Regions from separate parts of the Zea mays genome. Here all the other regions are linked to region 3. A link is a contact called in public Hi-C data. All regions are on one chromosome and are shown on one strand. The core of a region is the stretch at or near the end of the contact, and the rest is flanking DNA. Distances in the headings are between cores, read along the strand shown.

Region 1 (2,700 bases), core at 95-2,594, 450 kb before region 3:
ACATACATGCCTGAAAGAGTTCATAGGAAAATGGCACACACCTCCACAGGTTCGGTCTTTTGCTCCTGGATCGAGCTATTGGGGGACAAGGCCTGCAGAGGAGAGGCGAGGGGCGGGCGGCCGAGCGGCTTCCGGATGGCCTGCAAGACTAAGCGCCTGGCCTTGCCGGGCGGCCGTTGCGCGGGCCACGGGCGGACGGCCGGCGGAGCCGTGCCCGCGCTGGAGCGACCGAGCGCAAGCCTGCGGGGGCGCTGCGCCGGCGCGGGGCTGCGGGAGCGGGGGCACGCCGGTGCGGGGCTGCGGGAGCAGGGACTACGCCGAGCGGCTGCGGCTGCCGAGCTGCGTCCTGCGGGGGCGGCCTGCGTGCTAGTGTTTGGGGCAGCTGAGCGCTGGTCGTGGGCCTGCTCTTCGCTGGGTCGACAAGGGCGAAGCCTAGGCACGTGCCCGGACTGGTCTGACTAATTATATATTTTTGGTGATTTTTATATAAAGAATAAAATGATACCGAACACGTCTAAATGATACAAATATTATTTGTTCATATTCGAATTTGATCTATTTAAAAGGGCTAAGTTTCAATCCATATCTGAGTCCAGATAATCAGCATCTGAATTCTTAAATTTAGATATTTAAGATGTCAATATATATTTAAATCTTATCCTACATAACTTATATTATGGATACCCGAAAAAAAATATAAAAATAAATATAAAACAAGTAATATCCGTACGTATCTGGTTCGATTCGATTACACCCCTTATGTCTCTCATGCTTGCTTCACGTCCCGTTCGAGCAGTGATCTTTCCTTTCACTAATCAGTGTTTTTAAATGTGAAATTAATCAGTTTCATGTTTAATAAATAAATAAATAAATAATGTATTATGATACTATAAATATTGTATAGAAAACTGAATAGAGAAAATGGTTGAAGATGAAGTGAAATGAGAAAAGAAGGGATATTAAAATATGAATAAAAGTGTGAATATGGATATTTTAAAAAGGGAACTGTTAGAGTTAGCCTTAGATATCCCCAATAATCTCTCACTTTATTTTAAACTACACTCTACCGTATACACGTTTTGGTAACACAACCCAAACAAAGCAAAAAGATTTGATGCGCGGTTTGTGTCACGGTGTGTCGGTGTGCCTCTTCGTGGGCCCCACATCCAAAAAAATTAGAGTCCCGTTCATTTTGAGCCCTCAAGGCCTCAAGTCCACATTGGAGCCCCGTTCGTTTTGGGCCCCCATGCCCAACGGAACGGGCAACGGGTCCTGTTTCCTCCCTGCCGAGAAGAAGAAACACAAGCGCGGTGCTATCCACCCATCAGCTCTCGTATCCGCAGCGCCCGGAATGGCGGCACCCTCCCACGTCCTCCCGTTCCTGTCCCCCGCCGGCGGGTGTGCCGCCTCCTCCGCCCGCGCCCACTCTGGCTACCGCGCTGGTCTCCTGCGCTGCTCGGCCGCGGCCGGCCAGGCGGGCTTCTTCACTCGCCTCGGTCGCCTCATAAAGGAGAAGGCCAAGAGCGACGTGGAGAAGCTCTTCTCCGGCTTCTCCAAGACCCGCGAGAACCTCTCTGTCGTCGACGAGCTCCTTACTTACTGGAACCTTGCCGACACCGACCGCGTCCTCGACGACCTCGAGGAGGTGCTCCTACCCACTACTGCCTCAGTTCTCCCTCTGACCCTCTCTGCTGCCTGCCCCATCTGTTCGGTTCTGATGATGCTCCTTGCCGATGCACACCCCGTCACACAGGCGCTGCTGGTCTCGGACTTCGGGCCCAAAATCTCATTCCGGATCGTCGACACGCTCCGCGAGGAGATCCGCGACGGCAAGCTCAAGTCTGGCGCCGAGATAAAGGTTAACTCGATCGGTCTCGGCTGCTGGTTTCAGTTGCACTGATCATTTTTCGTTGGTTTAGCCGTTTAGCGGCTTACATTTTACAGTGTTGATGGTCGATTGCAGGCCGCGCTGAAAAGGTGCATCCTGGAACTGCTGACGAGCAAGGGCGGCAACTCGGAGCTCAATCTCGGATTCAGGTTCTGCTCCCTCCTGCCTAGGAGAATCTTTTGTTGATTGAGGTTTGCGACTTGCGAGGTCTCATTGCGCTCTGTCCTTCTGCCAGGAAGCCGGCTGTCATCATGATCGTGGGAGTGAATGGCGGGGGAAAGACGACCTCGCTAGGTACACTGTCTGCTGCAATTGTTGATTGCGCTGTATTCAGTTAGATAAACTTTTGTCTGTGCAACTTGACCTGACACCGATTTTCAACTGGGTCCTATAACCTTAGAACTATGTGGCCCTAGTTTAAGTTAGGGATGGCAATGAGTATGAGTATGGGCAGATAACTACGTGTAATTATCTATTGGGCACGGGCACGGTGGAATTTGTTATCATGGATACTGGTATGGATATAACAAGTTATCCGCTGATAAATTTTTCACGGGCATGGTGGAATATGCAGTATACATAGCCATTACCTGATGGGTATCTGTCATGTGGGTATCCATACATTATCCATGGGTAAATTATATTGTTCTTCCATGAATATTGTTTATATTATTGTCCAATAAATTGATGTTGTTGGAATACTGAAATTGTTGTTTGATGTTGCTAGAATGATGAAATTGATGAATTGTGACAAAATTATTGTTTGGTGTTGAATGTTAAAATTATAGTGGGTGGACGGGTAACGAAATCCG
Region 2 (2,700 bases), core at 44-2,543, 380 kb after region 3:
GTTTTCCACTATCATGTGAGTTCGATAAACATTTAAATGCATTTATGTACAACTCACTCATTCCAATTTAACAACTACAGAAAACTGATAAAGGTAAAAAAAAGTCAATGCTCCTCTTCAGTCTCCTCAAAAAAGGTAACCTTCTACGTAGTTATCTTGTATCCATCATCAATGTCTACTGTTCGTACTCATGCATTTACAGGCCGTATGTTTGTACTCCATTACATAACGATCAGGAAGATTATTAATATTCTACATTTTATTTAGCAGGCTCAAACAAGGACCCCTAAAAAAATCAATGATCCCACAGACCAAAAGGACCCCCAAGACATATGAATCACATCAGACTAATTGAGATTCAACTCTTCTTTACATTTTTGGTCAACTCTTGTTATCAGTTTGATCGACCCTTTTGTAACTAAATATACATATAAATCACCCTTCAATTGTGGTACTAATCGCTAGAAACAGATAGGGTAGTATAGCTTGTATCTAATTTGGATGGCGACCCACTTAATTAGGACTGAAAGACTATACGCTGTTGATTTGTAAAGTACAACACACACATGTATACTTATCCTTTGGATCATACTAACTGCTTAGTAAAAGTATTCCATTGTTTCAAGCAATACATGTGTAAATATCAGCCGTTCAAACTGTTGTCAAAATTGAACATAAATCATTATACCCTTGCTCCTTTTCTATAAAACTATACAAATTGACGCGCGCTAGGCGCGCCTTAGTCACTAGTGGGTATAACTAAAGATGTGATTGGAGCTATTTGGTGTATTTTAAGTATACCTTTTATTTTAGATAACGAGCATATTTTCGAATGATTTATCACAAGAAAACAAAAAACTGTTCGTTCGTAGTTCGTCTTTTAAAATTTAAAATATCATGTGCTACCTTGTTGGACGATCAAGTGCTGACTGGCCCATAGAAAGACGGGCTCACGGGCTGCAGGTTGGGGGCCTTTGGGCCACCCAGCAGCTCTTTCTCTCTCAATTCCCGTGTCGGCCCGCGCTTGGTGCTCGCGGCGGTCTCCAAAAACTGGCCAGCAAACCGATCCATCCAGCTGAACTGAGGTCTCATCCGCCGACGATGAGTCATGAACTCAACTCATGAGCCGCCGGCTGCCAACTGCCCAACACTGGCTCCTAGTAGCCGCCGCCGGCCGGCCGCGCCGGACTCCCGTGACAAAAAAAAACACAATTACACAAAAGCGGAAAAGCCCAATGATTTGCACAAAGAATCGTGGAATCGCCGGTGGCGCACTCGACTCGGGCTGACCGAGCTGAGTGGCTGACGCACGGGCCTGGCGTATTTATTGGCTTCCCCGCCGCGTCGTGCACCTGCACCAGCACCAGCACGGCGACCAACCCTCTCCCAACCCGACTAGTCGGACTCGCAGCTCCGCCCCAAGTCCAGGTCCAAGCATGGAAGTCGCGGCGGCGTCGGCGAGGCCCGTCCTGCGCGTGGCTGCCATCTGCGGCTCCCTCCGCAAGGCCTCCTTCAACCGCGGCCTCCTCCGCGCCGGTACGCTGCCCCTCCCCCCATCCCCCTGCTCTTCGCCTCCCTCCTCCTTCCTCTTGGCGTGCCTATCACTGCTTACTCACGGCTTCGCTGCCTCGCACAACTAACTACTCCGGCAGCCGCGGAGGTGTGCGAGGACTCCATCCCGGGGCTCCGCATCGACGAGCTCGACATCTCCGACCTGCCCATCATCAACACCGACCTTGAGACCGGCAGCGGCAGCGGCACCGTCTTCCCGCCCGCCGTCGAGGCCTTCCGCGCCAAGGTCTGCCAGGCCGACTGCTTCCTCTTCGGCGCGCCCGAGTACAACTACTCCATCGCCAGTATGTCCTTCGCCACCCCCTCCCTCCTCCCTGCCTTGCTCCTCGTTCGTTTCAGATCTCCTGCCCGCACGCACCTACTGCAAGGGGATTAACATGGATAAAATGCTCGGGGTCGGGGGGTATTTCTGGCTTCTCCTGCAAACTTTAAGACGACGTTTCGCTTACATTCATTCATTCAGCAATTAACAGCATTGATGCCATGAAGACAAATTGTGCAACACAATTCAATATTTGATTTTTAACCTTCAGTTAAAATACAATTAGACATAGGTGGCAATGGACTCTAGATTGTACACTATAAAATTCAAGGATAGGATAAAATTGAGATGGGCTCTATTTATATTCAATTTTTAACTAAAATTAATTAAGAGCTCGATCAAATTGTGAAGAAATGTTTAGATCGTGATCCATTACCATCCTTAGACCTCACAGGCCCAGCTCACCGAGCTCACCATGTGCATTACTGCCAAATTAGGTGCACAATGGGTTGTCATGGTGCATTATTGCATCACATCATTAGGATGTTAGGTTTGTGTAATTCTCTGCCAAACAGGAACTCAAGATTACATTGTCGGCACACTGACTCAGTGATGGTGAAATGACCTACACTACCTGAAGAAATAAAAAAAACGGGGGTATTTGGGCTTTAACAAAGGCATGTCTCCCATGATGTGTATGCTTTCCTTTATTCCTTTCTTGCAAAACCTTATCAACAGAGGAGCACGTCAACATTCTTGACAGTATATGCTGTTATGGAGTACATAATTCCACTCCATTTCTGCATCCTTTACATGGTCTGTGTCACAACTGCAGCCCCCCTGAAGAACGCGCTTGACTGGGCCTC
Region 3 (2,700 bases), core at 200-2,699:
GTACAACCAGTTTTGCGTGTATCAATCATGGATTGCAGTATAAGCAATTATCTATTTTATATTTACTACAAGTGTTGTGCTCTGTGCTACCTAACTGATGCCCGCTGGTTCACTGGCTCATTTTGTGCTTCGTGCTACCTGACTCACTGACTCGCTAATCATTGATGCATGACAACAAGAGCTCAGTAAGGCCTTGTTCGTTTCTATCGGATTGCACCTGGAATCGTTCCAGCTAATCAAAGTTTATATAAACTAGAAAAACAATTCGGTTAGGAATCGTTCCGACCCACCAATCCGGTACAAACGAACAAGGCCTAAAGCTTATTTGGTTAGAGGGGGGTTGAATCCTCCAATCCACTTTTAACCAAACGAGCCCTAGTTTTTATTAAAATGCTATTTCTGTAGCCTATATATATTCCCTGTTTACCCCGTTTGACATGAAAAGAGGACGGCTCTCATGATCTCTATCTGGCGCCAGGGGGAAAAAACACGACAGTTTGCAGTCGCACAACGGCATCCAGATTTAGCAACAACAACCCCCCCCCCCCCCCCCCCCCCCAAAAAAAAATACTCGCCGAGTTATTCTTTCCACAAGACACGTGGGACCCCAGCCAGAAATGATTCACCATCCACGACAGCGCACGGCTTGACGGAGACGACGAATCTCTACTGTTCAAGCTTCCAAGCCCAAGCGACATTGCTCGATCCGGTCGAGCACAGCGACAGCCACCAGCGCATCGCGTGTGCCATCTACTACGACGACGACCGATCAATGCGGGCGCAAGCGAGGAGGGAGGAAGGGAGGAGAAGGCGCACGGACGCACCCAAACGTGGCGAACTGCGCCAGGAAGAACGGGTACTTCCGGAGCGGCACGAGCGCGAGCTTGTAGAGGACACGGTTCCCCGTGCCCATGGCGACGACCGCAGCCGCGGCGACGACCACCTCCATCCCGGCGCTCCTCCCTACGCCCGCGCTGCTAGTCCCCGCGACCTGCCCCGCCGCCGCGCACCTCGCCGCGTCCCTCCTGCCCGTGCCCAGGCCCAGACTCGTCCACGCGCGCGCCGACGCCCACGGGTCCGCCGCGATCCACAGCGCGTGCGGCAGCGCCTCCCTCCTCCGCAGCGGCAGCGCCGCCACGACAGCAGCGCGCGGCGCGGGGGAGCGGAGCTGCAGCGGGCGGTGCCGCGCCGCGGAGGGGCTGCACGTGACGGGGGACGGCGCCATCATCAGCGGGGTCGCGGCCTCGCGGTCGCGGGGTGGGTGGTGGGACGGGACCGCCTGCCTGCGCGGCGGAGTGGCGCAGTCGCTGCTGGGTCTTTTATATATGCGCTGGTGGTGGCCGGTGGCGGCGGAACTGTGGAAGGAATGAAATGGCGTGAGTGAGGGAGGGACGAAGAAGATTCCCGGGCGGGAGTGGAGGCGAAGGCGGGTGGTGCTGTTCTGCTTCGCCTCTGGCCCTCTGCTGCTTGTTGCGTTGCGCTCCGTCCCGGTTCTAGTGCCCGTTTACTTTTTATGTTTTGGTGGGTGGGTGGAGGGGGCGGCGCGGCCACGCGAACATTATTGGAGGGGGATTTCTTTCTTCTGTTTCAGGTTTTTTGTTTTCCACACGTGGCGTCATGAGATTAGTACTAGTGATTAGCCAAGCTTGTTTTTTTGTTTTCCAAGTTTTGGCTAATTTGAGTTGTCTCAACCTAACTAATGATGTAACAATTAGTTGGACTGTTTGAAAACCTTAATTATTATAGGTTCCAACAGGCTTAAGGCATGGTTCCAATTCTAGAGCTGATTATTAGTCAGCTAATAAGTTGTTATATGATTTTAGGTGAGTTGGAGCAGGTAACAACTAATAGCTATTTAAGAGGTATAACTAATAATTAGTTAGTCTAATGTCTGGCACGTTATAAACCTCTAAGTTAATTTTAGCTGCTAACAATTATCATAGGTTAGTTCTCAAACAGGCTTAAGACCTGGTTCTAATCCTAGAGCTAATTATTAATCAGCTAATAAGTTGTTATATGCTTTTAGCTGAGTTGGAGCAGGTAACAACTAATAGCTATTTAAGTTAAGAGGTATAAGTAACAATTAGTTGGTCTATTGTCTGACACGTTATAAACCTCTAAGCTAATTTTAGCGGCTATCAATTATCATAGGTTCTCAAACATGCTTAAGATCTGGTTCCATTCCTATAGTTAATTATTAGTCGGCTAATAAGTTGTTATATGGTTTCAGGTAACAATTAATAACTATTTAAGAGATATAGGCGACGATTAGCTGGTTTATTAGCTAACTCGTTCTAAACCTCTCAACTAATTTTAGTCGCTAAATATCAGTTTTAGAAGGTTGAAATATGGCCTAAGTAATATGTTGCTAACTATCTATTAGATGTTATTACCTGGGTTTTTTTTTGCCTAACCAGTAGACAGCTCATCTTTTGTTCGACAGGGAGAGGAGGTAGACGCACGCACCATATGGCCGGGCGGCACACGCTCGCGAGTCGCGAGTCGCGACCTGTTCTGGTGAGCTCGCGTCCGTTCCATGTCCTTGTCCCGCCGGGCCCAGGACAGCAACGCCAGCAGAACAGCAAAAAGAAAACACGCGCGCGCGCACACAGACAGAGACGCTGCTACTAGCTAGTGGGCAGTCGGCGACATGTGGGTACTGGCCTCTGGCCGGGGCCTGGCGGGAGCTATAGATGTCCA

Evidence for each region. A called contact is a pair of places that touch in the nucleus more often than the background predicts.
Region 1: a contact with region 3 is called in a Hi-C map of tassel, with 2.4 times the contacts expected there. The contact joins the promoter of LOC542753 here to the promoter of LOC100272467 in region 3. A contact is called at or near these places in 2 of 25 Hi-C or Micro-C datasets (ear and tassel).
Region 2: a Hi-C map of leaf shows a contact between it and region 3, with 7 times the contacts expected there. The contact joins the promoter of LOC100282318 here to the promoter of LOC100272467 in region 3. A contact is called at or near these places in 3 of 25 Hi-C or Micro-C datasets (ear, leaf and tassel).

The regions. Positions count from the first base shown.
Region 1 is chr3:149,214,822-149,217,521 of Zm-B73-REFERENCE-NAM-5.0, forward strand. LOC542753 (chloroplast srp54 receptor 1) reads left to right here and starts at 1,345. Exons shown (of 11, transcript NM_001112262.1): 1 at 1,345-1,645; 2 at 1,754-1,858; 3 at 1,964-2,037; 4 at 2,124-2,182. The coding sequence starts at 1,352. LOC100284661 (CFM6) reads right to left here and starts at 418. Exons shown (of 5, transcript NM_001157556.3): 1 at 42-418.
Region 2 is chr3:150,046,430-150,049,129 of Zm-B73-REFERENCE-NAM-5.0, forward strand. LOC100282318 reads left to right here and starts at 1,294. Exons shown (of 3, transcript NM_001155230.2): 1 at 1,294-1,536; 2 at 1,653-1,856; 3 at 2,670-2,700. The coding sequence starts at 1,437.
Region 3 is chr3:149,666,171-149,668,870 of Zm-B73-REFERENCE-NAM-5.0, forward strand. LOC100272467 reads right to left here and starts at 1,450. Exons shown (of 10, transcript NM_001146939.1): 1 at 825-1,450. The coding sequence starts at 1,228.